Linked DNA regions of Pan troglodytes: region 2 is linked to region 1. Evidence: chromatin contacts called from public Hi-C data. All regions are on one chromosome and are shown on one strand. Each heading gives the region's core, a stretch centred on a gene start, on an enhancer-like site or on the middle of the called end of the contact. The rest is flanking DNA. Distances are from core to core; before and after follow the strand shown. Region 1 has its middle 28 kb from the start of DNAAF4. Region 2 holds the start of PYGO1 (pygopus family PHD finger 1).

What was found. A called contact is a pair of places that touch in the nucleus more often than the background predicts.
Region 2: a contact with region 1 is called in a Hi-C map of stem cell-derived neural progenitor cells, with 1.7 times the contacts expected there. The contact joins the promoter of PYGO1 here to the enhancer-like site in region 1. A contact is called at or near these places in 2 of 7 Hi-C or Micro-C datasets (induced pluripotent stem cells and stem cell-derived neural progenitor cells).

Annotation. Positions count from the first base shown.
Region 1 is chr16:47,542,536-47,545,235 of NHGRI_mPanTro3-v2.0_pri, reverse strand. No RefSeq gene overlaps it. Among named protein-coding and RNA genes, the nearest start is that of DNAAF4, 28 kb to the right of the region's middle. Within about 2 kb of position 1,360, at least 3 of the 24 cell types and tissues checked have an H3K27ac peak or open chromatin away from gene starts, as enhancers often do. A contact at or near this core is called in stem cell-derived neural progenitor cells, where this site is marked.
Region 2 is chr16:47,603,738-47,606,437 of NHGRI_mPanTro3-v2.0_pri, reverse strand. PYGO1 (pygopus family PHD finger 1) reads left to right here and starts at 1,347. Exons shown (of 4, transcript XM_016928270.4): 1 at 1,347-1,846. The coding sequence starts at 1,798. LOC134808529 (a long non-coding RNA gene) reads right to left here and starts at 1,010. Exons shown (of 2, transcript XR_010151700.1): 1 at 873-1,010; 2 at 1-410.

The DNA.
Region 1 (2,700 bases), core at 111-2,610:
TCTATTATTTTTTGACTTTTTAATAATAGCCATTCTTACTGGTGTGAGATGTTATCTCATTGTGGGTTTGATTTGCATTTCGAAGAGAATTGCTACTTTGAATTTCTGACATTTCTTATACAGATTTAATTTGATAAGCTAATATTATTCCTACATAATATTTAGGATGAGGAACAGTGAATAATTTTGTTTAAGTGGATTGGTTTATAATTCTGACAAACTTTTTTTTGTTATTTGTTTGTTTTGGTTTGTTTTCTTCTTAGAGACAGGTCTCGCTCTGTTGCCCAGGCTGGAGCACAGTGGTGCTATCATAGCTCACCGTAACCTCAAACTCCTGGGTATAAGTGATCATCCTATCTCAGCCTCCTGAGCAGCTAGGACTACAGGTCCATGCCACCATGTCTGGCTAATTTATTTGTTTTGTAAAGATGGGGGTCTCACTTTGATGCCCATGCTGGTCTCAAACTCCTGGCCTCAAGCAATTATCTGGCCTTACCCTCCCAAAGTGCTGGAATTGCAGGCATGAGCCACTGCTCCTGGCCTCTGACAAAGTTTTTAATATCAACAGTACATTAGGGGCCTCCAGACCTGGGCCCCCAGCACAGCTTCCCAGGCCCTGCCTGATCACTTCAATCCGTTGCAGCTCTGCATTTCTCTGAGGAGGAAATCCCTGAGACCATCCACAGGCTGTCTGCCATTGCCACTGCAGTGGTACCCACCTTTGCTGCCCTCTGGCTGGGGAAGGAACAAAGAGCCTAATTGCTTTGCTGGCAGCTCCCATATGTGGAGGAGCCCAGTCTCTCTTTCCTATAATCCCTCAACCCACTGCTTTTCACCAGGTAGGGCCCCCAGCTTGGGCCTGTAGCACAGCCTGCAGTAGGTTTGTGTTTTTCTAGGGTGGAGCTTCTGCAGGCAACTGACAGCCCCTCTGTTACGGTAGCAGTATCTGCCCTTCCTGCCATCAGGCTGGGGAAGGAAAAAATAGCCTGAGTGCTTTACTCACACCTCCAGCACGCCATAGCCGCCCTGAAGAGAAGAAGTCAGACTCTTCCCCATGGGCCCTCCATCCCCCTGCTCTTCACCAAGCAGGGATCCCAGACTTGAGCCCACAGTGCAGCCTCCTCACCTTGGGCTGATTGTTCTGATTGGCAGTGGCCCTGCGTTTCTCTGGGGCAGAGCCCCAAGAGACGAGTGAAAGGCCCTCTACCATTGCCACTGCCAAGGTTCCTGCCCCTGCTGCCCCCAAGCTGGGGAGGGAACAAAAAGCCTGAGCATGCCACAAAGCTGTGTTGTGCAGGCCTGGAGTGCCAAGCCGAGATCTGTGGCCAGCACTCAAGTGGAAGAGGAGCCCACATTCAGAGAGCGCTGACAGGGAGCATGGCTGCCTGTGTGAGGAAATGAAAGAGGAGCCATGTGGCTAAGAGCTACCGGCCCTATGGTTAGCGCCATCTACTGGATCACAGCTCAAACTTCAACATCAAAAATGCTTCTGTTAGTAGACCCTGTGAAACCAAGGACAAAAATCCAGCCCCAAATAAACACCCTGCACAAAGCCTCAGCCCTCTGAAAACATCCAGAAACAAATCCAACTGGCTATATTGAAATTACACCACAGTTAAGGAACATCAGCACACAGATGAGAAAGAACCAGTACAAGAACTCAGGCAACTCTAAAAGCCATAGTGTTTGCTTACCTCCAAATGACTGCACTAGCTCCCCAGCAATAGTTCTTAACCAGAATGAAATGGCTGAAATGACAGACATAGAATTCAGAATCTGGATGGCAATGAAGATCATTGAGATTCAGTAGAGAGTTGAAATCCATTCCAAGGAATCTAAGAAATCCAGTAAAATGATTCAAGAGATGAAAGATGAAATAGCCATATAGGGAAGCAAACTGAGCTGATAGAGCTGAAAAACTCACTACAAGAATCTTATAATACAATCAGAAGTATTAACAGTATAATAAACCAAGCTGAAGAAACAATCTCAGAGCTTGACAATCAGTTCTTCAAATTATTCAATCAGACAAAAATAAGGAATTTTTTTGAATAAGCAAAACCTCTGAGTAATATGGGATTATGTAAAGAGACCAAATCAATGACCCATTGAAAGAGAAGAAGAGAGAGAAAGCAGCTTGGAAAACATATTTGGGAATATTAACCATGAAAATTTCCCCAACCTTACTAGAAAGGTTGACATTCAAATTCAGGAAATTTAGAGAAGCCCTGCAAGGTACTATTCAAGGCTATCATCCTGAAGACACATAGTCATTAGATTCTTCAAGGTCAACATGAAAGAAAAAATGTTAAAGGCAGCTAGAGAGAAGGGGCAAGTCACCAACAAAGGGAACCCCATCAGGCTAACAATGGACCTTTCAACAGAAATCCTACAAGCCAGAAAAACTTGGGGCTAATAGTCAGCAGCCTTAAAGAAAAGAAATTCCAACCAAGAATTTCATATCCAGCCAAATGAAGCTTCATAAGTGAAGGAGAAATAAAATCCTTTTCAGACAAGCAAATGCTAAGGGAATTCATTACCACCAGACTTGCCTTAGGAGAGGTTTTTAAGGGAGTGGTAAACAGGGAAATGAAAGACCATTATTGACCACCACAAAAAGACACTCAAGCATATTGACCATTGAAACTAAAGCAAATATGCAATCAAGTCTTCAAGCCTACATAACAACCACCTAACAAT
Region 2 (2,700 bases), core at 98-2,597, 61 kb before region 1:
CAAAATTCCTGCCTGCATGGCGCTTACATTCTAGTTAGGAGGAAACTTCTCCTCAGAGTGCTTCCTGTAAGAATATTTTCCTTAGCCTGTCCTAGTCTGACTCTTCGAATCAGGAATTCCATAATTCCAGACCACCCTTATTAGATAAAGGGTAACATTTGCCTCGGGCCACGCTATGTCTTAACGACGATCAGCCGCTGTGGCAATTGTCTGGTATGCAGCTGTTGAGGCTGTACATTGGCTTCATGTTAACATCTGTTCTCTGTGACACTGTGCAGCTGAATGAGTTGGGTGTCTGTCTCCGGAAGGACGAGACTCCTGTCTGTAGCTAGTTCTGTGTCCTCCCACGCTTCATGAGTGCTTTTCGGTGATTCCTACATCAAAATAAGCCCAGTGGATAACCAGAAAACCTAGCAAAACAAAAACAAAAACAGGGAAAACAATTTCGTAGAAGTACGTTAAACAATGTCGGAGCTAGAAGAGACCTTCGAGATGTAGCCCCACTGCCTTTTATAGACAAGAAAACTGAGACCCAGAGAGGTTACCTAAGTCGCCTCCGGTCACACAGCCCAACTGAAGAATGTGGACCGGTGATCACATCTAATTTACAATCACACTGGGGGTGTTCCTCCTAAAATTTAACGTCTAAATGAGATCCAGCCGCGTCACCGCTTCTACCCACGCTCCCCCCTCCCCCGCCCACCGTCCTTTCTGGTATTTATTCTACGTCGCTCTTTCTTGAAGAGTCAAGTCGTTAAAATACCAAGTGGAAGCATTCCACAAACAGGTGTCCACACCACGGCCACGCGGACACGGAGTCGGGGAATCTGGATCCCCACATGCCCGCCGAGAACTCTCCAGCTCCCGCTTACAAAGTTTCCTCGCATGGTACGTTCATCTTTCCGATCCCTAGCTGCGAGGCCGAGATGCCTGCTGCTGTGGCCTCCGACGAAGTTCGGAGATGCCCTTTCCTTGCGAAAGCTGGGCCCGGTAGCGTCGGCCGCGGGGTCGGGCGTTCTCGGGCCTGGCGGTCGGCGAGGGAGCGCCGGGCGCGGGGCGGGGCGGCCCCTAGGCGCGCGCTGCCCACCCGCGCTGCAAGAGCCGCGGGCCCGCGAGCCCCGGCTTGGAGCAAGAGGCGCGCGCGGGCCGTGGGGGCTGGGCCGAGGCGGAGCGCGAGGCGGCGGCGGTGGCGGGAGGCGCCGCGGGACGAGGCAGCGGCCCCCGCCCCCCGAAGCCCGTCCCCGCGCGGGGCTGGGGAGCTCAGGGCGGGGAAGCCGCGGGGCCGCGCCACGTCCCTCGCCCGCCCCAGAGCGGGTTTTACAGGCGGCTCCAGTCTGGGGGCTTTTGTGTCTGCGACTCGGGAGCGGCGAGAGAGCAGACCTCCTCCTCAGAGGGCGCTGTGAGTGTGCCGCCAGGGCCGGGCCGCCAGCCTCCTGCTTCCCCTGTCAGCGGCTCCTGAGGCGGCGGCGAAGAAGAAGGAGTGGGAGGAGGCGGCGGCGGCGGCGCACTCGCCCTCAGCACATGCCGGCCCCGGGTGGGGGACCGCCCCCAGGCCGCGCTCCCGGCCACCGCCGCTGAGCCCCGCCGGTGCCCGCACGCCGCCCCGCCGCCCCGAGGCCTCGTCCTCCTCCCAAACTTTGCAAAGTCGGCCCGCGTCCCCACCGCCCTCGGCCGTGCCTCGGCTCCGAGGCTTGCCTCGCAGCCGCAGCGGCCCCGCGAGGAGGAGGAGCCGCCGCCGCAGCATCAAAGAGACCGAATTCCCGCGGCCTGGGGGGGAGTCATGCTTTGCGGTCTGTAATGTCAGCAGAACAGGAGAAGGATCCCATTTCGCTGAAGAGAGTTCGAGGTAACCGAGAAGGGTGCCGGATTGGGGGAACCGGGGTGAGTGAGGTGCGCGGGGCCCCGTGCCCGGCCGCCGGGAGGCCATGGGGCTCTGTCCGGGCCTAACTCCGCGCAGCCCGCGTCCCGCCCGCACCCCGGGGCCGAGGCTGCGATCCGAGCGCGCGGCCCGGGCGCCCGCTGGCCCCCGAGACATCCGCGCGGATCCCTCGCCTCCCGACTTTGTGTTCGGAGGCAGTTGGAGCCGCAAGCAGCATCCTTTCTTACCCCCTCCTCACCCACCTCTCCTCGTTCTCAAGACAGCACAATAGGCACCTCAAAGGGTGAAAAACAGACACCCCCTGGCAGAGACCTCGAACGATGCCCACCCCCTCAAAAAAAGTAAGTTGGAGTACACAAGAGTTGATGCTGTTGAAGAAGGGCTCCTGGGCTTTCACGTCTCTCCTGGCCCCCTTCTCGCCCCCCCACCCCGGCAAAGGCAACAAATATTCAGTTTATTTTCCTTAGGTTTAAGAGGAGAAGCTACAAATTCAGAAGGCATTTTCTCTGTTGGTTTATGGATAAGATATTATCTAAAATCAGTGTTATGCATGGTTGATTTTCTTCTTTCTTGCGCACTGGTTAGGAATTTTCCTTTCGTGTTACTACCATCTAAGAAAAATCAGAGGGAACCATGTGTCAAACAAAAGATACTGCATATAAGTTCACAAAAGTCAAATGCCACCCGGAAATTGGGGGATGCCTTTTAGCTCTTAATAAGGTTAAGACGGAAAGTTCTAGAGTTGGAGTAGTACTCACTGTTCATTAAGCAAATATTTATTGAACATCTGCTATGTGCTAGACACTGTTCTTGTTACTGGG